Linked DNA regions of Rattus norvegicus: region 1 is linked to region 2. A link is a contact called in public Hi-C data. All regions are on one chromosome and are shown on one strand. Each heading gives the region's core, a stretch centred on a gene start, on an enhancer-like site or on the middle of the called end of the contact. The rest is flanking DNA. Distances are from core to core; before and after follow the strand shown. Region 1 holds the start of Ddhd2 (DDHD domain containing 2). Region 2 overlaps Star (steroidogenic acute regulatory protein).

The links. A called contact is a pair of places that touch in the nucleus more often than the background predicts.
Region 1: a Hi-C map of liver shows a contact between it and region 2, with 2.3 times the contacts expected there. The contact joins the promoter of Ddhd2 here to the enhancer-like site in region 2. A contact is called at or near these places in 8 of 12 Hi-C or Micro-C datasets (the A7r5 cell line, the Rat2 cell line, Schwann cells and 4 more) and 1 of 1 datasets of contacts at active chromatin or transcription factors (oligodendrocytes).

What each region holds. Positions count from the first base shown.
Region 1 is chr16:73,019,822-73,027,686 of GRCr8, reverse strand. It overlaps Ddhd2 (DDHD domain containing 2), which reads right to left and starts at 5,335. Exons shown (of 17, transcript NM_001318416.1): 1 at 5,281-5,335; 2 at 4,076-4,301; 3 at 3,240-3,430; 4 at 2,003-2,092; 5 at 930-1,050; 6 at 133-222. The coding sequence starts at 4,295. LOC120097398 (translation initiation factor IF-2-like) reads left to right here and starts at 5,597. Exons shown (of 2, transcript XR_010058737.1): 1 at 5,597-5,727.
Region 2 is chr16:72,963,953-72,971,417 of GRCr8, reverse strand. Star (steroidogenic acute regulatory protein) reads left to right here. Exons shown (of 7, transcript NM_031558.3): 6 at 383-476; 7 at 1,301-1,594. The coding sequence ends at 1,414. Ash2l (ASH2 like histone lysine methyltransferase complex subunit) reads right to left here. Exons shown (of 16, transcript NM_001106089.1): 14 at 6,628-6,726; 15 at 5,724-5,783; 16 at 5,008-5,627. The coding sequence ends at 5,520. Among named protein-coding and RNA genes, the nearest start is that of Star, 6.8 kb to the left of the region's middle. Within about 2 kb of position 1,362, at least 1 of the 93 cell types and tissues checked has an H3K27ac peak or open chromatin away from gene starts, as enhancers often do. A contact at or near this core is called in liver, where this site is marked.

The sequences.
Region 1 (7,865 bases), core at 4,086-6,585, 52 kb before region 2:
CTCAGGTCTACATCCTTAGCTCTACAAATCTTCTTATGTTCTTATGACAACAGACCAAAGACAATGTTTGATCCTGCTCACAGGAGATAATTCTCCTCAAATGAGCTATCTTACGTGGCTTCACAGACCTACCACATTGAACAATGCTTCGAAAACGGAGATCACAAGCTGGTCCAATCCCATGGACTACAAACACTAAGTGATCTATTTGTAAAGGTTCCCCTAGAAATAGAATTAAAATGAAAAAATTAGGAACAGATTATTAATATAACAAAATTAAAGTAAAAATGGATAGGTTAAAAGGTACAAAAGTCATATTTAACTACTTAATAAAACATTAATTTTACTTTCTAACTTTTTACTTTTTGGTGACACTCACATGCATGCACTGAGGGCACTCACTTATTACTCAGAAGTAGTTCAATTGGTAGAGTGCTTGCCTAGCATACAAAGCCCTAGGTTTTTGCTTATTTTGAGAGAAAATCTCACTATGTTGCATAGGCTTGCCTGGAGCTCACTCTGTAGACCAGACTGGTCTCAAACTCACGGAGATTCACTAACCTCTGGTGAACCTGCGATTCATACACACTACCATGTCCAGGGAAGCTTAGATTTGATCCCAGTATCACATAAAAGAATCAAAGTAGGGCTCACCTCTGCTATCGGCACACAGGAATGGTTGCAGGAGTATCAAAACTTTAAGGTTATCCTTAACTATAAATTGAGTTTAAGACCAGTCCTAACCTACCTGAGACCCTTTGTCAAAAAACAAGAACAAATGAAGTGATATTAGTCTTAATTTAGAATGAACCCACATAATTAAAGAACATTTTTAATCCTCCAAAGTAATACCAATCCAAAGAAAAACGCCACAATTTAAAGAATAAACCAATGTCGGAACAGAAGGAAAAATAAAGGATTAACATTACCACAGTGAATATCAACAGGGATGCTCTCAACGCCTCTTTTTACTGATCTTGGCCGACCTTGCTCAGTGGATGTTGAACCCCATTCATCAGACCCTGTGATTGGCTGGTAATGCACCATGAGCTTAAACAGAAAAGATCAGAGCAACAGTCTACATTAACTTGTGAGTTAATGCATTTTGAATGACAGAAACACGTTTTCACATAACCAAACCTCAACTGGAGCTCTGACATGCTAGTCCTGTAGCCTAAGGTAAGAAGCCTGACATTAAAACACATTAAACTAACAGAGCGGATGGGCCAGCTCTGGGGGTGCATGTTTTTAAACCGCGCACATGGGAGGCAAAGGCAAGAACTTCTGTGAGTTTGATTCAGCTAGGTTTACACAGCTAGTATGATCTACAGTGAATTCAAAGTCAACCAAGGCCACACAGTGAGACTCTCTTAAAAAATAAACTATACACGACAGACAGACATGCCTACATAATGTAGAGATCATTTTCCCTGAGAAAATTCATAGGGCCAGGAGGCAGCTCAGAATGTGAAGCACTCATTGCCATCAAAATACAGGACATTAGCTAAAGTCCCCAGAGCCCATGGAACAGTGGACACAAGAGCACATGAATCCATGAATCTTCACTCCAGCACTCTGATGCTGAAAGATGGGAGGCAGAGCACAGGATTCTGGGAGGTGGACAGAAGAAGCTTTAAGCTGGGTAGCCTGCTATATGCACCAGAGAACAATGAAGAACTCTGTCTCAGGCTAGAACAGGACTGACATTCAAAGCACGCTGCTCTATATGTATGTCCACATTCACACATACACTGTACCCAAATCATACACACACGTTATATACACACATACATCATATACATATATAGATGATTCTTACATACAAGCTGAATGGAGTAAATAATGACTATAAGCATTAATAACTTTATAACGGTGAGTCCAATATAAACTATGCCAAAGGTTATTCTAGGTGGCATCCATAGAACAAAAGAGCCATTGGTTTTCTTTAGTAATACATTGACCTTTGATCTAAATCTCAGTGACGAACTTTGCTTCACGTTACCTTTGGGTTGTGTAATACAATAATTTCTCTGTTTGGAGACTCTAGTTTTTTTTTCCATTCATCCAGAGTTACCGCAAGCATATATGTATCCTTAAAAGAAAATATATTTTATATTAGACTTTCTAAAACTTTTTAAAATCTAAACGTATTAATGAATTCTAATAAGAAAATCATTCTCCAACTTAACAAATTCATTTTAAAATTCTAGGTAGCACAGGGCTGGAGAATGTGTCCAGGGCCTTGCATATATCAGACAAGCACTTTGCCATGGAACTGTATTTCTAGCTCATTAACATCTTTTACCATGACCAGCAGCCACAGTGGTGGCCTCTCCTGTGATCCCCGCACTTAGAAAACTAAAACAGGAAGGTTACTTTGAATTTCAGGCCAACCTGGGCCACAAAGTGAGTTCCCAGCCAGCCAGAGAAACACAGCAAGATCCTATCTCAAAAAATGTAAAGTGCTTGCCTAGCATGCAGAAAGGCCCACATTTTATCCCCAGCAAAGTATGAACCCAGGTGTAGTGATGGGTCCCAGCCATCAAGGGGTCGGAGGCAGGAGTATCAGAAGCTGAAATCATCTTCAGCTACCTGTTAACTCTGAGGCTAGTCTGGGGTATGTGAGACTTTGGCTCAAGAAAAAAAAATGAAACATACTAAACAAACAAACACACAATAAATAAACCAGATTAAAAACAAAAATACTATTTGGATTCTATCATTATTCAATAACATCAATATCGATAATTTCAAGTTCAAGAAAACCCATATACTCCTCAGAGTAAAAGTAAGACAAACTGGGGCTGGAGAGAGGCTTGGTGGTTAAGAGCACTGGCTGCTCTTGTAGAGGACCTGGGTTCAATTCCTAGCACCCACAAGGCAGCAAACAAGTATTTATAGCTCCAGTTCCAGAGACTCCAATGTCCAATGTAGCCTTAAACTCAAGAGCTCCATCTGTCTCTGTTTCCCGAGTGCTGGGATTAAAAGTGCATACCACCACTGCCCAGCTACATTAAGATTTAAAAGGCACAATATAGTTTCTATAAAACTTGAAATATGAAATTACAACTTTAATCTGAAACTAACCTGCAGAGATAAATTACATAAAGTGTGACATAAAAGCAGGTGATCTTTTCCTGGAAGTTTCACATGATCTGTTAGAAGAATTCAAGACAATACTAGACGATAGGACAGAAAGAATGAGGAAGGCTGTAGGTAAACCGGAAGCAGAGGAATACCTCCAAAACTTGGCTGAAGCTCTCGGAGTAGGGGACGTACTTATTGTCTTTGTCTCCCTTGTAAAACCACGTGCACCGTCTCACTTCTGATGGTAGTTCATCCCAGTACACGGCATACCGCATCCTCTCCCCGAGATGGACATCATATCTGCCCCCATCAGTGGGGACAACTCTCTCATTACAATCCTTTCCTATCACGAATCACAAAAGAGAAAAGAAGTACACGATGTCACAACGACTATCCCAAAACACAATTGTAAGTCCCAGTACAAACAATCACCTACGCATAAACAGGTTCTATCCGGCAACTCCGCAAATGGAGTCTGGACCCTATCTTTTTCTTTTCTTCTTCAGCTTCTTCATGAGCAATTTTTAGTATTTCAAACCAATTATATTTTAATGAAAAAAAAAAAAAGAAATACTACCTGAACTTTTCTCCTTTTCTAAGACAATAATGCCTCTCGCACACTCACACACTCATACAGACACACAAACACACACAGAGGTTTTCTCGAGTTTTTACTTGAGGAATGGAAAGGCAAATTAATGACAATTATGATGCTATATCATCACTAACCCTTTGTTACACAGGAACAAAGGTGACATGTTAGTTCAATCTGCAGTGTGACACCTTACTCTCTACACAAACTTTCTGACTAAAAAGTAAAACACAAGCTTGAATACAAAAACTGTATTGGATAATTATGCAGAAACAACACAGTTTTAAAAAGATGAAAATGGGATAATTCTAAAATTTAATTTTAATAGCAATCACAGTCGGGGCTATTACTTGTTAGTTTATTAGAATCTGTTAAGAGTTACCAGTTTCTTCCTACCAGAGCCATGTGCTTCTTCCAGCTGCTGTGAATCTTCAGAGTTGAAAGGAATCCAGAGTTCCTTAGAGTCTATTACCTTACAATAAAACCAATGTGGAGAAACGGGTTCGTAGGAACTGCCAACATCCATGTCTAGCAGCTCGAAGGAACTACTGGAGTTTGGGGAGGGGGATGGATCTGACTGTGACAGCTGCTCCTGGTACGATTCCCCTGATGACATTTCGCTCTAGAAGACAAAATAAAAAACTATCAGGAGAATCATCTTGCCTCTATTGACACTAAATATTCACACACTCAAAAATCGTTTTTGGAAGCTGTTCTTGAAGCAACAAATTTTATATATATATAAATTATTTGGTGAGGGAAACAAAATGTTCCGCTCCACCATTCGGCACTGAGCTCCCAATTCTCCAAAGAAAACTAAAAATGTTTAATCACACAACAAGCTCTTTAACAAACACAGAAATTTCAAGAAACTGATTGAAACAGGATATTTTACCACAATTTTCAACCTAAACGTAGCACCAAAGGCTGAAAATTTCCTACTTCCAGGTGTGCCATTTAGTGTGTCATACATACAGTGAAACAGGTAGGTTTAAGGCCCCCGGGCTGTATTATGCATTTCTATTGCATGCACATTTACATAACTATTGGAATCTTAATATACAGAAAATAGAACTAGTCGCTCAAGAACCATTTTGGCTGGCACTGCCAGTGTGCTTCAATACGGGCTGTGGTACATTTAACGCCCAAACAGAAACTTTGCCTGCAGCCATAGCTGCGCACCGACCCACGAAGACAGAGAGCCTGAGTTTCGGGTGAAAAGTAGCAAGTGACCTCAATCGCCCCCGGGGAGAAGGATGACAGGCGAGTTCCCACCTATCCAACATTAAGGCACCCGGCGGACTAGCGCTGCACACGCAGAAGTAGAACCCAAAGCCCAGGGTGGGAGACAGACGAGCGGCGTCCTGTACCAGGCACGGTCCGACCGCACAGCTCAGGAACAAACGCTCCCAGGCCTCCCCGTTATCCTCCGGAGACCTCGGCCTGCCCTCCTCACCCGACCGGCTCCGAGTTTGGGATCTAGTCTCCCCCTGCCCCGGCCGAGAGCAGCCGAGCCGCTCACGGATGCCCTGAGGTACGGTGCACACTGGAGCCCTCCCCCACCCCGACCTGGTTCGCCCGGCCCGGGCCCCTGCGCGGACCTGGCTTCGCTTGTCCGCGCCGCTCGCGCTCTCAGCCCTTGCGGAGGGAGCCGAGACACATCCCTGCTGCAGCCTACCTCCCAAGCCGGGCGGGGCGGGCAGACGGGCGGAGCCTGTGGCCGCGCCCCAATCCCGCACCACGGGCTCCTCAGCGATCCAGCCGCGAGCAGTGAGCCCTGCGGAGTCCGCTCACCCGGTTCAGGGCCTGAGGCACAGGAGGACCTGCCGAAGTGTCGCGAGATGTGCGGGGGACTCGCGCGAGATGTAGCTCCTCCTGCGGGCAGGCGTCGGCCGCCGGGCACGCGCCGGGCACGCGCTGGTGGCGTGGGGAGCACGCGCGTGGCCGTCGTGGGGCTGAGGCTCTGAGGGAGGAGCTGAGAAGACGACGTGTCGGGACCCACCAGAAATCGGTGCTTCCTCGAGGGGAGTCGGACGTCTTGACCCCTGGTGGGTCCTGTCAACACCCGGTGGGCAGGGCTAGGGTGACTGAAGGGTCTGTCTGACAGGATCTGTCAAGAGAGAGGGGTTTGGTGTTTGTCTTTATCCTAAATGATGTAAGGTGATGGCGGTGGCTAGTCAACCCAAGCCCAGCACTCTGGGGACTGGCAGGGCTGGAGATGCAGATTGTGGATTGTTGCTGAAGCGCCCGACTAGCAGGTGCCGCAGGAAGGAAAGACAAGATGCTTTACTGGTTTCTAACTTGATTACAAGGCAAGGGTTCGAGATTTTTTTTCAGAAACTGAGAAGGAACTGAGCGTGAACATTTTTTACCCATATGGTTTAAACATCCACACGTTTATGTAACACCCTTTCTTTGTGTGGTGTTTTTTGCTTTGCGATGACCTTGCTGTGCAGCCCCATATTGGTCTCCAACCTTTAATTATTACATTTGTGTGTGTGTGTGTGTGTGTGTGTGTGTGTGTGTGTGTGTGTGTGTGTGTGTGATGTATGTACTGCTATGTGTGTGGAAATCAGAGGACAACTTGCAGGTGTCAGTTTTCCTTTCACTGTAGGGTTCCAAGGGATTGTACATGCTGTGACTCTAGGCCACACCACAAGCCCCCATTTTGGGGAAAGGGAGCTGGGTGTCCTTAACAGTGGTATTTTTAAAATTTTAGATTTATTTTACTTCATGTGTATGAGTGTTTTGCACTCATATGTGTGTATCATGTATGTGCCTGGTGCCTGTGGAGGTCAGGAGGCTGTCTGATCCCCTGAACTGGAGTTACAGGTGATAGTAACTTTGTTTCTGGGAGCCAAACCCTGGTCCTATGCAAGAGCAAAAAAAAAAAAAAATGCTCTGTCAAGACAGCTCTTCAGGCCCTAGATCTTATTTTTCATTAGCAGCGCCAGAGATCAATTTCAGAGCCTTGGGTATACCAGGCAAGAGGCTGTACACATAGCCACCAAAATGCTTCTCAAGTTGTAATTCGGAATCTGAAAACATGATTTTTTTTCCATATCCCAGTAAAATATGTCATTAAAATATATCACTCTATCCTGGACTTGCGAGTTTTGTTATTGCTCTAATTTTAAAATAGCTTGTCATTTTCTTTTGAGATAGGATCTCAGATATCCCAGGCTGGCTTCAGACCAACTGTAAAGCTAAAGATGACCATGACCTTGAACTTGTGATCCTATGATTTTGTGAGAATAGTTCTGCTTTTGTTACTCTTGGAAGCACCTCCAAAATCTTCATCATCCAGGGATGAACTCCTTTGTGAACTCTAGTCACTCCATGTGCCTACTCTGAACTTCAAACACAGAAGTAGTTAGCACAGTGTCTACCATGAAGAAGTTCAGAGTCCTTCCAAGAGAGATAACAAGTAAACAGATGGCTTTATCTTAGTGCACGCTATAAAAGAGTCAGGCACTACATACATTGGTAGTAATCAAATATGCAGGTATATATCACAAGTCCTCTTTCAGGGCGGCTTTGGCAGGACCCAAGAATCTGTTTTAGCATCTGCATTTTAAATAAGTGCTCTGTGTGATTTAGATGCAAATAGCTGGGATCTGTACTTTGAGAAACACACTGCCTCAAATAGAATAGATTTTAGGTTCCCCAAAGGCCTAAGAAGTAGCTAGTTGTAGACAAATATTATGATAGCTCCATAAGTAAAAGTTCGCTTAATTTTCTAGCTATTTGTGTTTAAATCTTTTTGTTAAATATTTTACTATTTTTTACTATTCCATTATTTTTAGTTATATGTATGTGTGTATATCTAGGTGCCCACAAAGGCCAGAGAGCTAGAGGCACAGGTGGTTGTGAACTCCCTGGTGGGGGTTACCCAGTCCTTTTCCTGAGCAAGTATTCTTAAACACTGAGCAATCGTGTGTGTGTGTGTGTGTGTGTGTGTGTGTGTGTGTGTGTGTGTGTGTGTGTAACTATGAAACAAGCTTCTACTTTTTCCCTTTCAATATTTTAGCACAGAAATCTGGTAAATATTTTGGGTCCCATGGCCACAGGTCTCTGTCGCAGCTAATCCACTGGCCTGCTAGCAGCACGAAAGCAGCAGAGACATTAGGCAAACTAACAGAGATGGGGAATTAAATTTGATCTCAGGTAGTTGCTGATCCATGAT
Region 2 (7,465 bases), core at 113-2,612:
CAGAGCCATAACCTTGATCCCCACCTCCAAGAAACCAATTGTTAGCCCCAGTCAGCTTTAACAAGAAAGTAATGGCCAGAGTAGCCCCACTTCCACAGCCAGGTGCTTTGTTCTACCCTCCCCGGAACTTCTAAGAATCCTAATAATTTCCCAAAGCTAGAGCAGGCTCCTGCTTTGGGTTCTAACAATGGTGGCCCAGCAGGAGGCATCCAGCCACAACAAGCATGTTCTGATGAACTAGTCCATGCCAACTGTCACACAGCATTAGGGTAAAGGACTTCCTGATGAACTTTAAGAGACAAGGGACTCTAGAAGTATAACTAACTAACCAGTCTAAGAATTCTAACCCGTCCTCCTGCCTTGTCTACTCTTCATTTGCCAGAGCTGAACACGGTCCCACCTGCATGGTGCTTCATCCACTGGCTGGAAGTCCCTCAAAGACCAAACTCACGTGGCTGCTCAGTATTGACCTCAAGGTGAGAGAGGGGCAGAGAGGCCTGGGAGTAGGAAGCAGCCACAGAAATATGCTCTTGCCTCCCATGGAGAGGAGAAGCCGCTTGCATACTGACTTCTAAAACATTTACTGTTGGGGTTGGGGATTTAGCTCAGTGGTAGAGCGCTTGCCTAGCAAGCGCAAGGATCTGGGTTCGGTCCTCAGCTCCAAAAAAAAAAAAAAAAAAAATTGTTGTGTGTGCACGATGTGCATGTGTGAATGTGGGAGCTCACGTGTCACATCAATGTGGAAGTCAGAGGACACTGTTGACTTGGGTCTTTCCCTCCTCTTTCTGAGTCCCAGAAACTTAACTCAGACTGTTAGGCATGAACTTTGACCCACTAAGCCATCTTGCCAGCCTTCCTCTTGTGTTTTGATAGTCACAGGCTGTTGGATAAGCAATGAACTTAAACATAGCTTGCTATTCTGCCACCATGGAACCTATAAAAGCTTCCTTTCACCTCATCTAAAAAGCTGGGTGCAGTGTCATAAATTCCAGTACTTGTGGGCAGAAGTAGAAAGAACACACATTTGAGATTCTAAGATAGCCTGAGTTAACATAGAAAAAATCAGTTTCATATATAATTATGACCATTTAAAAAGGTGATCCTGGGCCCAGTAGGTGATAACTGTCACCTTTCAGGTGACAACAGATGTCCTGGGGTCATATAGTGGGAATCCATCTTTATCAATAAGGTAGCAAAAGCTGTACCCTTAACCCACAAGGCCAAGTTTGAGGGGCCCCTGCCTATGTGGGGTACAGAACTATGCCCAGGATCCCAGCGCTCTCGTCTCTCTCTACCCCAGGGGTGGCTGCCAAAGACCATCATCAACCAAGTCTTATCACAGACCCAGATAGAGTTCGCCAGCCACTTGCGCAAGCGCTTGGAGTCCAGCCCTGCCTCTGAGGCCCAGTGTTAAGGACTGCCCACCACATCTACCTGCACGCCATTGGAAGTTCTCACAGGAAGTCTGCAAGTCTGTTCACCTTCAGCCAAGGACAACGAGAGGGGTAGTAGTCATTAGACACTAGGACTGACTGGTAAAAACGTACTACAGGAAAACAGAACTGAGGCTTAGAATAAAGGTTCTGCAGTGTCTCCCACTAGCTGTGAAGTAAAGGTTAAGGGACAGGTATCTATGAAACCTTTTTTCGAGGCCTGTACATGCTGACCTAAAAAACACCTTACTAAACTGTCAGCAGCTGATGGGGCGAGGGTGCGCTAAGGATCAGGAACTGTTGTCTTATGAGCTCCAAATGCCACTACCTGAAGGCAGTGTGTGCACAAAGCGAGGTTTTACCTAGGAAACTCTGTGACCCTCTGCTCCTCTGTAAAAGGCCACAACTTGAAACTACCCCTCCAGAGTATTCCAACTTTTCTCTAAGGAGAAATGAAATGATCACTCTGCAGCCTCCCTACTTTATCCCATGATAATAAAGCACCTCACATGCACATTTCAGCCTGTATACATCAAGCCCCAGTCTAAGGAATCAGTGATGGCAATCGCAGCTTCACTAGACTTCTGGGTTTAAACCTCCTAGTCCATTGAAGGGAATAAACTTCTGGACATTTATGTCATTTGACGTTAATAGACTTTTTCCTAAAAATGTAATTTCATAACAAACACAACTCTAAATTGGTTCTTACAGAACTCCAGCTAAAAGCCAGTGTGGTGGCACAGGCCTTTAATCCCAGCACTCATGTGGCAGAGGCAGGGGGATCTTTCTAATCTGAGGCCAACCTGGTCTACATAGAGGGATAGCCAGAGCTGCATAATGAAAATATAAAAATATCTTAAAAATATAAAACCAGAGATTGAAAAGATGGCTAAAAAGCATTGGGAGCACAAGCTGCTCTTCTAAGGAATCCAGGTTCGATTCCCAGCATCCACTTGGCAGCTCATAACTATAATTCGAGTCCCAGGGAATCTGATGCCCTATTGTAGCCTTAGTGGACACCAGGCTCCCACATGGTACACAGACATACAAATATGTAGGCTGAACACCCATAAACATTAAAAACGAAACCCTAGTCAGGCACAGTAGCTCAACGGCTTTAATGTCAACACTCTAAATGATGACACAGGTGAATTGCCCTCAATTCCAGGCCAGCTTGGACCACAGTGAGACATCTCACAACAGATAAAGCAAAACTCTCCAGAGTTGGTAGTTAAAAGAGTAATAGCTTTTTGGCAGGAAGACTATGACAGGATTTTCACTGACCTAATTAAAAGGATTATACAGAATAATGAATACTGACCAATAATGCTAAGATAAGTGACCATGCCTACTGTTTATGAGGTCAGTTGGTAACAGACTAGATGTCAGCTCGGCTCAGAGTAGCAGCTCCCTTGTTTGAAAAGGTCAAGTGCTACCATGTAGGCAGACAGGAGTTAGGAGTCAGGAAAGCTACAGCATTCCCGTTTCAGGATTTGGAGAAGATGCACTTTAAAGATATTCACTGGGAGGACATGACTTTAATCCCAGCAGAGGCAGGGGGATTTCTGAATTTGAAGTCAGCCTGGTCTACAGAATGAGTTCCAAGAAAGTCAGGGCTATTACACAGAGAAACCCTGTCTCAAAGAAAGAAAAAAAAAAATCACAAAAATGTAAGTTGTGAGCAGCAAAATGACTCGGTATGTAATAATGCTTGCCACAAAGAGGGAAGACTCCAGGAAGCCACAGAGACGGAGACGGAAGGAGGGAACTGGAAAAACTGACTCCAGAGTGCTCCTGATGGCTGTGTGTACTCACATCTGCACTAAGTATCTTACACACAAATACTGGAATCCCTTTGCTGAATAAGGGTGAAACAATTATAACAACCTAAAGATCTTCCTTCTAGACATCTTTAAAAGAATAATGTAATGTCTCTGTGAGTGTGTGTGTGTGCCACCGCATACACGTGAAGGTCAGAGGGCAACTTCAGGAGTGTGCCCCGCCCCGTCCTGGGTCCTGGGTTGTCAGGTTAGACATCAAGTACTTTTATCTGCACTGCCATCTTGCTGGCCCACTTTTCTGTCCCTCCGAGTAAACGGTCTTAGTCGTCTGGGTCCCCATCACCTGCAAGGACTGCGCTTATTTATGAACAGAACAACGTGGAACGCGTGTTTATTTATTGAAGTCTGAAGACTTAACAGCTGGTATTTATTGTAATTCATTCTGACTTTCTCAGTCTACTCTGACAGAGAGTACTGTTGCTCCTCGCTGGTTTCAGAAGCTGACAGTGAAGGACAGGGCCTGCAGCAAGCACTGTGTGGCTGTAACGGGAACACCCCGGCTCCCTACACACTGTAACTGTCTCTCTACCGTCTGAGCTGTTATCCCCATTCATTTACTTTTACATCTGAATAAAGGCAGCTGTCATTGGCAGTCTGATTATAGGTACCGATAGATTGGTAGTTCTTTTTTAATCTTTCCAACAAATCATATTGACGCATCCAAGTCCATAGCCGTACACATACTGTTTGTCTCGCTTCCATTTTGTTCTTTTAAGACTGGGTCTCACTCACTCTGTAGCCCAAGCTGGCCTGAAACTCATATTAACCTTGCTGCCTCACTCAGCCTTTCTTGAGTGCTGGGATTAATGGTGGGGCCCACTAGCATCTGGCCATTTCTTTCAGACACAAAGTATTGTCAAGCAGTGCCTTGGTTACTTCTAATGTACAGAAGCCAGATACGGACACCTAGTTTTAAAAGCGGGCGGACAGAGACCTGTGCACAGTTGTGTGCAGTACCTCATCCCCAATTTCTTGCTTTATTGGGTATCTAGCAGCTGATAGGGTGTGTCCCCTAGCTTAAAATAATACCGACTCCCCTAAAGAAGGCACATTCCTGTCAGTTTGAAGCCAGCCAAGCTATGTAGATAGACCTTGTCTCAAAAAGCAAAAAAAGATATTCAATGTATGAAAGAAGTCTGGTGATTCAGTAGGAGACAAGTGTAATAGAATTCCCATTTGTGTTAACAGTCACTTGAACCTTAGGGAATTTCTTAAATAGCAAAACAAAATAATTAGAACAGTAAGAATATGCTATGATAATTCTGCATACTATCTATATCTAGTTCCTGGTTAATCATTTTACCTAGTACTGAGGTTTAACAAGGAAAAAAAAAAAACTACATAGGGAAGTCTTTAGGCATTTGCCACAACAAACTGATTTATTTAAAAGCAAGGGCATCCAGGAGTCCTCCTAAAGGCAGGCACATGGTCAGTTTTTCATCTTAATCATTGGCTGTCTAGTAGAAAGGCAGGCAGAGGACAAGCTGCCCACTTCAACACCAGGTTCAGAGAGGAGCTAGAGGCCTTCCCCATGCTTGCTCTCCCAGAGTGCACTGTGCACACAGTGAAAGCGCCTGGGTGCCCCGCGAGGACAGCAGTGAAAGTGGGGTTGGCACTCACGTCAGAAGTCTGTCCTGTCCTGTCCTGTCCTGTCCTGCCAGTGCTGCTCCCACCTCACACTGCTCACTCTGCCCTCACAACAGGAACTCAACTTCAGGTGAAGCCAAGCACCACACAGACTTGAACACGAGTTTTACTGGAGGAAAGATCTAGCTTTTAACCCCAGGGAGATTCCTTCCATAACCCTAGCTTGTACAGCCCCACTAGGTTCACAGATAACCAAACTCCACACCACAAAGACTGCTTCTAGACTGCTCTGGAATGTACTGCCACTCAGAAATAAGCTTGCCTCCCCAGAAACCAGGGCGATGAAACATCTTTAAATAAGCTGGGCATGATTACTCACTATTTAGATACACAGGAAAGTAACAAGTCCTCCATGGCAGGCCAGAGGCACAGCACCAGTTTTACATGGAGCTTATGGGCTCTTCAGAGTCGGCGGCTGATTTACGGCACTCAGAGTGAGAGCAGGAGTGGGGAGGGGAGGGAATGCTTGCTGCAGTCCCATCCACCTTTTACCTTGATGAAAGTGTACTGCACCATCTTTGGGAAAACATTTGACACTTTATATAACAAAAGCAAAAGGCCAGGATCATTTCACAATGTCATAAGAAGCATGGATCTGCTAGGGTTCCCAAGGCGGACTGCGCCTTCCGTCCACTTCTGTCTCCACATGATACAAAACATCAGCCAGAGTGTGTTCTACCACAGCACCCCAGCCCATGTCACTCATCTGCAGGAACAATAAAAACAGGAGAATGGGAGATTACAGAAGCCAGAGCAAGAAACAAAAAGGTCAAGAATGAATGTAGTCTTTTGTTGTACTCACAGGGTGGTAAGTGACGTCCTTTGGAGGGTATTTGAAGGATGGTCCAAAGTTAATGGAAACCTGCAACAAGTTCAAGTCAAGCAGACAGAGAAAAAAATCAAAAGAGGAAACAGAGGCTCCCTTGGCAGGGGATACTTAAAAGGAACTACAGGAAGTAGGAACTGAAGTGCATGCCCTAGAGAGGCTGAGGCAGGAGGATCCTGAGATTGAAGGCAGCCTGAACTATATTGCAAACCCTGTTTCAAAATAAGAGCAATGTCTCTAAGATACGTAGGGTCTAACTGGAACAGACATATGTCAGCATTGCTAAACTAGGTAGAAACAGACTTCATTGGTTTCTGCTTGGAACCTAGAGACGTTCTCATCTTACTTTTGTTCAATAGAAGGTAATGAACTAACACATGAAAATCTCCATGTGCTACTTGTTCCTTTTTAAGCGAGCAGTAAAAGTAAGGTTTGATTGTTTTGTTTTGTTTCGAGGTAGGTCTGGCTGTCCTAGAGTTTACTATTTAGACTGTGCTGGCCTTCAACTCAAGAGATCAGCCAGCCTCTGCTAGGATCAAAAGCATGCATCCTGGTCACCTCCCTTCTCTCTTCCTCTACCCCCAACCCCGTGTGTGTGTGTGTGTGTGTGTGTGTGTGTGTGTGTGTGTGTGTGTGTGTGTGTGTGTGTGTCCAACTGCAAGTCACCAAGCACAGAACAGCAATGATTCCTGAGTGGATACACTCTGTATCTTTCTGTCAAACAAGACCTGCAAAGCGCAGTGTGTGCTAATGCCTGACTTCACTCACACAGGCATTGTGCATGTTCAGGTATCACTTTCCTCTCAAATCAAAGGCTTTCATCACAACCCATCCACATACTTCTTCAAGTTACACGTGCAGACCAAATGCAGATACATACCGTGCAGCTCTTGTACAGTGAGATGGCTGGGAAGTAAACACCTTCAAAAATATCCTTGTAAGCCACACCCTGATTGACACCATTTTTATAAAATATTATCTGAAATGAAGATCAAGGTTTTACTTTAGAATGACAAAGATTTAAAAAAAAAACAAGCTCAATTGCAGAACACTTAATACTGCTCCAGAAGGACAATGATGTGAATGTACTCATGCTGAGAATAACCAACATCGTATTATGCCACTTTAGGCATTTCAGGTAAAATTAATATAAGCATGTATTATTTCAGCTCACTTTAGGCTTTTATTTTTAATTCCCACGCCGCATACAGCAAAGAGTTCTTTATCTCATTATTCATTATACTTTACTTGGAGGAAGGACCAGGACAGTCTCACAGAGTCTAGGCTGGCCTCCAGCTCAGCAGCTGAGGGCGACCCTCAACTCTCAACTCCGTGTGTTCACCTCCTAAGCACTGTGGCTCCATGTGGCATGTGCTACACGTCCAGATTTCATCATTCTGTATTTGTAAGAGGGACCAAAGACTCTCCTTCCTGGCATGATCTTTTGTATGCTTGTTCCAGCTTTTAACTGAATTTTAATTTCTCTCCCCAAAATAATTAGAACTCTTTATCTCACACGCCTACTGACTCATGTGACTTTTCAGAGCTTTACTTCTCCTTACGCCCCTTTCTTTTCTGATCTTTGGCCCCAGAGCTTGACTATTGTGTCAGTAGTCCTTCTTTGATCGTAAGTGACCTTGGACTGCAGGACTGATTCCTGGGAAGGGAAGGCAAGGACAGCTGTGTAACAGTGAGGGGGCCATCCAGCCCCTGGTTCT